2 separate regions of the Mus musculus genome follow, and region 1 is linked to region 2. A link is a contact called in public Hi-C data. All regions are on one chromosome and are shown on one strand. The core of a region is the stretch at or near the end of the contact, and the rest is flanking DNA. Distances in the headings are between cores, read along the strand shown.

Region 1 (4,507 bases), core at 497-2,996, 250 kb before region 2:
CTACCTGCCTAAGGTCAGGAGTGCCGGTGTCTCTCAGGGTACTCTGTGTATCCACACTGCATGGCTCATAGTTGCCATTGCACATCTAGATAACCCTGAGCCTTCCTTCCCTTCATCATCAGAGCCTGGCCTAGTGTTTAGGCTTTCCGTAAGCCTGGCTTCTGAGGGAAGGCCACCAGACCACAGCCGCTGGATAGGCGGGAGTTAGATGAGGTATGGATGTTGGGGGTGGGTGTAGCTAGAGGCTGACTCTGTGTGAGGTACCCCACACCCTAACCCCACCTTCCTCTCATCAAGGACGTTGGGGGTGGGTGTAGCTAGAGGCTGACTCTGTGTGAGGTACCCCACACCCTAACCCCACCTTCCTCTCATCAAGGACTCATCTTCCCACCGTGCAGGTCCAGGGGACTTACAGAGTCAAGCAGCCCAGACTGCCTATGCTCTATGAGGCTTCAAATCTTCTCTCTTCCCACACTGCAGATCTAGCCTAAAGCTTGTTATGGCTCAGAACACATCTGCTCCCCAAAAGCATCCCAGACACACAGGCAAGGCAGCATTTCCCTTGGAGAGAGGGTGTTGGGAGTTCTGGATCTCTGGTGCCTTCTAAGGTACAGAGATCTTTGCAAGACACAAACACCCTCCCTGTCTCCAGCAGTGGATCATTCTCATAGAAGCAATCTGACCATGGAACTGATTCCTACCGGAAGGATTGCTCAGCGTGACCGTCAAGTCACCATTGACTGGGGGCCAGGACTTTTTCCTCTGCAGGTGAGCTTAGAGCCAAGAACCGGCCACATCCCTGGTCGCCCAGAGCCACAGGTCTGACCAGTCCCTTTCTCCACAGCAGAGAGACATAAACTCACACACTGATCGTTCAGTGAGAAACACTGGGACAGAGCACAGCCAGGACTCCCGGGAGGACCTATGAGCTGGGCCCCCAAGGCTGACAAGGGAAGGTCTGTTATGTGGGATGTCTCCCTGGGGACTTCCTCTCTGGCTGTCAGTAGAGCTGGTTCCATCTATGCATTTAACCCCCCTTTTCATTCATAAGGACATCCCGGACCACTCTCCTTCCACAGAGCAGAACTCCGAGCAAATAGGGAGGAAATGTCTGCTTTTTGCTGAGATGGATTCTATCTACATCTCCTCTGCATGCAACATCCGCAGCAAAAGCACTCTATGTTTTTAATAGAGAAACTGGCATGGGGTCTCATATCTCTAATCCCCTAGCCCTTGGCAGACTGAGGCTGGGGCATCATGAGTTTGAGGCCAGTCTGGGCTACATAGTATGGCCCTGTTTCAAAAAAGAGAGGCAAAATTAAAAACTTAACTGGGCTCACAAGCCCCAGAGTCCTGAGGGCACTCTGGGCCCTGGGTGTGTGCACCTACCCAACAGCGTAGGGTACCTGTGAAGGGGCACAGCGGGCCACACACCGGCACAGGCCTTGCAGATGGGGTGCTCACTGCAGAAGACCCTCCTCTTCAGAATGGGAGTCACTAAGGAAGTTGAAAAGAAGCCAGGTGTATCTTGTAAGCCACCCTCACCCATGCCCAGTAGCAGGTCTTACCTAGCCTCTCTGATTCCTCGTATGCCCCTCACAAAGTTCCCTTCTAACAAGTCTGCCAGCTGAGCTGCTTAGGAGCGCTTGATTCCCCATGGACCCTACCTGCCGAAGTCTCCAGGAGCCAGGCCTGCAGTTTCACATGGCGGCCACTGGGTGTCACTGTTGAAAAGTCGTCCTGAAACCTGCCTTGACCACTCATCGGCTCCCTTGTCTTTAATGCTAGCCTTCTCAGGCATCCATGCAGCTGCAGACACTGGGCAGGACTCGAATCTTGAGGGTCTTCAAAGATGAACCGTACATGGTTTGAAGGCCATTCCTCCACAAGAAGTCTTACTTCTCTGGATTTAAGCAATGTTTTGTGCCTGTTAGATGTTTCTGCTTTCAAAGGAAACTGTTGATTGCCCTGGGCTTCCTAGGCAGAGACCATTACCTCTATCCCAGCTGGCTGCTCTACAAAGTGGGGGCTGTGGCCGACTTAGCTAAACTCACCAGAAAAACAATCTCGGGTGCCACCCCTTCTTTGAGAAAATGGGTCCCTTCCCGCCATGTGCTGGAAGATCTTTTTACACCCGTCTGAAAGTTCTTGAAATAAAAATTTCACCCTGCTACCGCTCATGACAGAATTATTGTCCCAGATTAGTGGATTTTATTTGTTTGCTTATTTGAGACCATGTAGCCTTGGCTGTCCTGAACTCACAGATTCACCTGTCTCTGCCTCCTTGGTGCTGGGATTAAAGGTCTCCATACCTTTTAGCAGTCATGCCAGAAGATCCCTTCATAGATGTTTGTGAGCCACCATGTAGTTGCTGGGAATTGAACTCAGGACCTCCGGAAGAGCAGTCAGTGCTCTTAACTGCTGAGCCATCTCTCCAGCCCCCCACTTTTTAAGCAGCAAGAGGTATTGAACATGCAGGAGGGTGACAGAGTTGCAGTCCCTAAAACATTTAAAGATGATGATAAAAACCCTCAAATCTGTGGTTGCGGGCCCTTACAGAGCAAAGGGGGTTTTAGTGGTATAATTAGGTTAGGGACCTTAAAGGGATGGTCAGCCAGGAGTGTGAGGCAGCAGTATTTATATAATTTACAATGAGCCTGAAGAGCATGTGTGTGTGGTGTGTGTGTGTGTGTGTGTGTGTGGTGTGTGTGGAGTGTGTGTGTGTGAGTGTGCTCGTGTGAGTTTCTATTGCAGTGAAATTCCTCTTTGTCTGAGTTGTTTGGTATTTGCTTCAGGGAAAGGAGGCAGTACACTCAAAATTCGCGCACACACACACACTAATAATATTGTGTGAAATTACTTTGGGTCATAAATTAATTTCATGTGTAGACCCGGGTTTGATGCTTTGATCTATATTGTCTTTCATCATCTTGGGCAGGGCAGACTCAGGCAGGGACAGTGGGTGCCACTCCTACAGTAGAAAACTGTCCAGGAGGTGACAATGAGACTGTTGCGTGCACAGCATTTGCTGTGTGCGGCATGTACGATACCTGAGATTTCATCTCACCCTGGCAAGTTACCCAATAGGAATCAGGCATTCGTACCACTTTAAAGGTGGGGAAGTGAGGCAAGCTCTAACTCCCCAAGGTCAGATTGTCAGCGTCACCCTGGAGGGTGGAAGCTATCCTGTCACCCAGCTCCTGCTGTTCAGAGGGTAAATGTTTGCATCTTATAGCCTGTCTGTAAGGCAAGAAAGTCCAGCGGCTCCAAGCTTCCATTCTACCCGATCCAGGCAACCTGGTGGCTTCCTTGTGTCCTTCCCACAGCAAGAGAACACAACTGGAACAGCTGTGAACCTCACACCCTGCTTTTCCTACAATTCTGGCAGCCAGAGGTTCAAAGCCTTTCTCTTGGAGAGCCTAGGGGAAAGTTTTCTGTTTCCTGCAGAGGATTTAAGTGGGCTCCAGAGTTTCTGTACGTGCTTTTGGCTTACTCATGTTCTGTCTTGCTTTCCTGTGGATGCCAGTGGCTGTCAAGGCCTCTTGGATAATTTGGATCCCATTCCAGTCTCCAATCCTTACCTTGTCACATCTGCAAAGTCCTCCCTTGTTGCTATGTGAGGTAACATTTGAAGCTCCGGGGATCGGAACCTAGAGGATAGGTGGGGAATTTCATTATTTATCTCACTACCCCAACATCCCAGGGATCCACTGTGGGGTGCCACGGGGCAACATGCTAAGTGAGCTTGGAAATACGAACCTCAAACACCATTTGTGGAGTGTAAGAGATTAAGCTTGTCCCGTTCCTGCCTAATCAACCAGCAGGATATTGTTGATGTTTGGGTATTGCTGGTGCTGGGACACGAACCCAGGGCCTCCGGCCTGCTAGAGTGAATAAAGATCTTTGAAACACTGAGGACTGGGGCTAACAGGGAGGCACGGGGCGGGTCTGTACCACAGTTCGAAGGCCCTGTCTCTAGAGTGCACCGGTGTGCCGGATGCCTTCCTCCCACCGATAGAAACACACCTAAGCCCCTTTGATCTGTTTGAGCCCTCTTTGTTATCTGCTTATTGGAAAGGACATGAGAGCCACAGGATGCTGGGGAAGAGAAGAGATACAGTGTACGGCAGAACACTCCAAACGGGCCTTGGGAATCTCTTCCAAAATCGGTCTCATAACCATCCAAGCCCAACATCCGGGGCACTGGCACCGCGCTGGCTACGCGCTGGGGCCAATCTCATGCTTGAAGGATCCCTTGTTGCGGTACCCAGCTGTCCGTACCTCACACAGAAGGAAAAGGACCCTGCAAGTTGACTCAGTTCCTGCTGCCAAAGCTTATTCTCATACCGTCATATCTTTTTGCAAATCACACAAAGGGTAAAGCTGGAGCGAATTTTACTGCAATAGGAGGAAAAAAAAAAAAGCACACACAAAAAAAATCCCCGCCACCAACCCTTGGGCCTGCGGTTTCAGCAATTAGCTCAATGTGCTAATGAGAGTCTTCAGG
Region 2 (4,865 bases), core at 969-3,468:
ATCTTCCAAACTGCTGCATGCTGGGATTGCGTTCATGCCCCACCATGCCTAGCTGACTGTCCTTCTATTTCGTCATCATCAGATTCATTTTTATTATTTAAGACAATATCTTACTACACAGCACTGGCTGACCTGGAACCTCCAAACCACCCATGTAGACAGACTAGACTTGCCTGAACTCACAGAGATCCTCCTGCCTCTATCTTCTGAGTACTGGGCCTAAAGTCATGTGCCACAATGCCAGGCTAATCTATCCCACTCAGATATAGTCTCTTTAGATAATACTGAATTATATAATATGAATATCTTACCCATTTAGGCTAAGTTTTTGTCCTATAACCCAAAGCTGGCCCCAGGTGGTTTTGATTCTCTGTGAACCAACTCCACGCACAAACCCTTAGCAATCTCTTTATTCTCTCCCACTGAATAAAATCCAGATTCTCCTGGGTGCCTTTGTCATACACTATGGGGACAGCTCAAGCCCTTAGCTGGCGAGAAAATAGACACTGCCTTCTTAGCTGATTCTATGAGGTGCACAAGATAAAGACGCTGCAAAAAGGCACCCTGGCCCTGAAGGAGTTTGAGGTATGGTTTGCTGAGTGGTGACAGCACAGTGCATGCTCCCTTTGTCACATAATTCCTCGTCACTCAGGGTCATGAGTCCCCCTCACTTCTGTGCAAAGCCTTGTCACAACCAGCAGTGGGTAGCCTGCATGCTCCAGGCCGCCATGCCCCAGGACTGTACGGAAAAGCCTCCATTTCTCTGTAATTGGCTCCTGTCTCTTCAGGATGATGGTCTATCAGCTTCCTTCCATTTCAAGAGGACTGACTGGAGGGCTCTGACAGGCCTGGTGTCAACAGTTGCGTGCTGCTGTGGTTAGCCATCTTCACGTTTCCTTGTGTGAATGTTGAACCTAAGCTGCAGGAAGCAGAACCGTGGCCTTCTCAGGAAATGTTTACATGTGTTCTTCAGGAAGGATTTTCCTTTCCACTCAGTGTTGGGAAAACAGGGCAAACAGCTGTGCTTTCTAAGGCCCACATTCCACCATCAGCCTTTCAGATCAGAATAAAGGACTTTTCTTATTGCCACCAGTTTGCCATAACTCAAGACATGTACCCCGTGTGAGGTCTGGAAGAGTCTTTGCTGGATGCGATCACAGGGGTCAGATAAAATGATATGCCCCTCCCACAAGGCCAACGCTAATGTTGACAGGAGGAAGGAAATGGCCCAAAAGTAAATGGAAGAGAAGGAGGAGGGTGAAAGGGGAGAGGGAGGAGGGTGGAATGGATGAGGCATTACTTACAGGGGTGTGGCCAACTTACCAGTGACCACAAGGCTAAAGAAAAATGTCTCTCTGTCCCTCAGAAAACATTAGCTTCTTTCAACCCTGATCAGAATCATGGGGATGGAGACATGACTCAGTGGCGAGGAGCCCTGGCTGCTCTTCCAAAGAGCCCAGGTTCAATTCCCAACCCAGGCATGGTGGTTCACACTCCTATAACTCCAATTCCAGGAGATGTGACGCCCGCTCCTGGCCTCCTTGGGCACTTGTCATGCAGGTGTTTCACAGATATCCATGCAGGCCAAACACCCGTATATACAAAGTAAGTAAATGAATACAATATAAAAAAATAATTTTTAATTGTTGGGACACACTGACATCTCAACAGGGCATATAACCCCTTTAAGTGGAGACCCTGATTGACTGAGGGAGTAGTAGGAAGGAAGAGAATAGCCTTTCTGGTGGTGGTCGGGTCCCTCACCTTTCTGATGGCAGTCGGTACCTCCGCAGCTCCTCCACCCCATATTCATTGACTCTTAAGTGCCAAGTGTGGTCATGCACCGCAGTCACCCACGGACACGGCTAAACTAGACTTCCGATCTCCACCCTAGCACACACCTACCAAACCAAAATTTTTGAAGAGGAGCTAGTTTAAGAGGCGAGGGGGTGTGGCTCAGCATCAGGGGGCTCCCAGATTCTATGCCTCACACCCAAAAGTGAAATCAGAGCTTTTACGTACCTGCTTGGGGGATCCGGTGCGGCACCAGGTCGGGCACCAAACTGTGAAAGTCCTCTGCAGACCCTGTCTCCTTCTCTAGCTGTCCTTGGGTCACAAGGGCAGCAGCTTGGTTAGTCACTCCATGACCTGCCTTGCCACTGCCTAACCTGTACTTCAGGGTGCCTCATAAGAAGTATAAGGAACGGCTGACTCACCCCAAGAACTTTGAAACCTGCAGATATAAGGTGGTGCCAACTCCTCACTGTACTTACCGGCACACCACAGAGAGCGCTCTTTGAGGACGTCTCAGCCACAGCTTCGCTGCCCACATGTCTGTCTTCCGTGACCTAAGTGACTGACCCCATAGCTCCTTGCTATATGAGAATCACAGAGCAAAGCATTTCCTCCGTAGCCTTTCTTCCTGGGATCTGCCCAGAACCTAGTGTTGAGTTTAATGCCGTGGACCTTAAACACTCCTCAGAGAACTAGCAGCAGTCAGCACACCACGCCTTTGCCAGGCGGCCAAAAGTCTCGGCGGGGCCAGTGGCTTTTATCCTGCAGATACCGAATTTCACATCTATCAATATTATCAGCTGGAGTGTTGTCGTTTTTATAAATGAGAACTGACTGCCCATAAATCATTCTCTGAGCAGGCCATTGTCAGGAGAAAGTGGCCATTCAGTTTACAAGCTAGCCAGACAGGTGTGCTAGTCACAAAGTCAGCAGATCTGGCAGGGAGAGAGAGCTCTCTTGTTCCTTCACTCCTGCAGAACACACACGGCTGGGACAGAGGCCATCGCCAGCAATCCCTGGCCTCTGCCTGTGATTTCCTCAATGTTCAGAGCCACAGCACGGAAGCCGCTCATGGCTGCAGCAGTGGTTCTCAACCTTCCTAATGTGGTGACCCTATTTAATAGGGTTCCTCATGTTGTGGGAACATTCTTTTTATTGCTACTTCATAACTGCAACTTTGCTATTGTTAGGACCTGTAATGTAAATTCCTGTGGTGCCTTCCAAAGGTCTGGCGGGGTGGGGGGGTGGGGGGGTCATGACCCACAGGTTGAGAACCTCTGGTTTAGAGGCTGAGGACATGCAGGGTGGAATCTTCCCTCAGCCCTCCTACCTCACTCCCTCTAACCCCATAACTGACATATCACTGGGATCTAGTTCAGATTTTCAAGTTGAGATGAAGTTTCATGACTGAAAAGACAATATAGATCCAGGTGTTGAGTACTTAGAATGGGTAAACTACTAGGATGTCTGTGAAATCCCTAGTTTGTCTCTCTCTCTCTCTCTCTCTCTCTCTCTCCCTCCCTTCCTTCCTTCCTTCTTTCTTTCTTTACTTTCTTTTCTTTCTTTCTCTCTCTCTCCCTTCCTTGCTTCCTTTCTCTTTTTGAGACAGAGTTTCTTCACGTAGCTCTGGCTGTCCTGGAACTTGCTCTGTAGACCAGGCTGGCCTTGAACTCAAAGATTCAGCTGCCTCTGCTTCCCGGGTGCTGGGACTAAAGGTGTGCGTCACCACTGCCCAGCTTTTCAGTCTCAGTTTCCTGATTCAGAAGGTCTGGCTGGCGCCTTAGACCGTATTTTGTAGAAGCTCGCGGGAGATGTTTGTGCTGATCCGAGGACCACATGTTGAGAAGCCCTGCTTTGTCTGTGATACTCACCAGAATTGCAATGTCACAGTTCAGACTTATCCCTGAGCAGACCTGACCTTCCCACTCCAACACTTCCACGTCTTCTCCTGGATCCAGGCTCTCTGGGGTCTGTCCTCCATACCCAGGTCTCTGCCTGGAGAAACCTGACAGTCATTTTCGTCCATTACTCTGTCTAAGGGAGCAGAGGAGGGACAATCCCATCGCAATCGAGTTGGGAACGGCTGCTGTCCAAGCAGCAGTCTCTCTTGGGAGCGTATGGGTGGCATACCTGGCTGTGTACCTCCATGGGGTGGGTCACCATTTCTTCTGTCTTCATATCCGACAAGCTCGTGTTCTTGGTATCCAAAGCAACCAAACCCGAGTCTCCTCAGACACACGTGGCTTTAAGAAAAACGTGCAACAGTCGCATTCAAGAAAAAGAGCGTGTCATCCAGACCAGAGCTCTGGTGGGCCGGTGCTGTGCTGTCTAGGAGAAATACGGAGTCACAGGTCGTATCCCCTCTTCAGCCATTCACCCTTTACCTTGTATCATCTCCCACAGTCTGTCTTTGGCAAGGAGCCTGGGCCTTTGTGAGCCTTCACCCTCATTTCATGTCCCCACCCCCACCCCACCCCGCCCCCAGTCACTTTTCTTTGTCCTCAAAGCAACCTTTCTTTTCCTTGGTCTCTGCCAACCAGTGGGCGGGTTAGGACAAGCACTGGCAGGGATACACATATGGAAGGTGCCCCCATGACCCTCCGGTAATCCACGAAGCCCCTTACCACCCTACACGCACTTTAGGATATGAATACCCTTGCTACCCTACAGACAGTGCAGGCTAATGGTTTTGGCCTCTATGCTCTGATTAAGGACTGGTCTGAAACCTTTTGTCTGTGAATAAATGGATGGCATTAAGGTCACATATAAGACAAGCAGATACTACTCATTTGCCTCCACAGTAGCCCTGGGGCATGGTGACCCTGAATGGACCCCATCATCTGCGGGCCTTCGAAGGCTAGTTTAGTTGTCAACTTGACTCCATCTGGTATTAACTAAAACCCAAATGGCTGGGTATACCTGTGAGGAATTTTTTTTAATTAAATCATTTGAAATTGGAAGACCCACTGTTAATCTATATCTTTGAGGTAGGAGGATACACCTTCACGCCAGATCTTTTGAGGTGGGAAGGTCTATTTTTTAAGCTGGGTCATACCTGCGGGTAGCCCATG

What was found. Hi-C and Micro-C count contacts between places; a contact is called where the count stands out from the background.
Region 1: a Hi-C map of pancreatic cancer cells shows a contact between it and region 2, with 3 times the contacts expected there. The contact joins two enhancer-like sites. A contact is called at or near these places in 2 of 39 promoter capture datasets (the 3T3-L1 cell line and the C10 cell line), 9 of 15 datasets of contacts at CTCF or cohesin (CD8 T cells, the G1E-ER4 cell line, the NIH/3T3 cell line and 5 more), 212 of 484 Hi-C or Micro-C datasets (3T3-L1-derived adipocytes, the 63-12 cell line, the AML12 cell line and 129 more), 20 of 115 datasets of contacts at active chromatin or transcription factors (PVALB interneurons, T-cell acute lymphoblastic leukemia, astrocytes and 15 more) and 6 of 9 other capture datasets (adipose tissue, embryonic stem cells, embryonic tail and 3 more).

Annotation. Positions count from the first base shown.
Region 1 is chr5:146,981,690-146,986,196 of GRCm38.p6, forward strand. It overlaps the pseudogene Gm46936. Among named protein-coding and RNA genes, the nearest start is that of Mtif3, 20 kb to the left of the region's middle. Within about 2 kb of position 1,747, at least 5 of the 459 cell types and tissues checked have an H3K27ac peak or open chromatin away from gene starts, as enhancers often do. A contact at or near this core is called in pancreatic cancer cells, where this site is marked.
Region 2 is chr5:147,233,388-147,238,252 of GRCm38.p6, forward strand. The region is part of intron 3 of Plut (PDX1 associated lncRNA, upregulator of transcription); the gene reads right to left. Gm38750 (a long non-coding RNA gene) reads right to left here. Exons shown (of 3, transcript XR_868709.1): 1 at 4,850-4,865; 2 at 3,925-4,122; 3 at 3,491-3,789. Among named protein-coding and RNA genes, the nearest start is that of Gm38750, 2.8 kb to the right of the region's middle. Within about 2 kb of position 2,219, at least 20 of the 459 cell types and tissues checked have an H3K27ac peak or open chromatin away from gene starts, as enhancers often do. A contact at or near this core is called in pancreatic cancer cells, where this site is marked.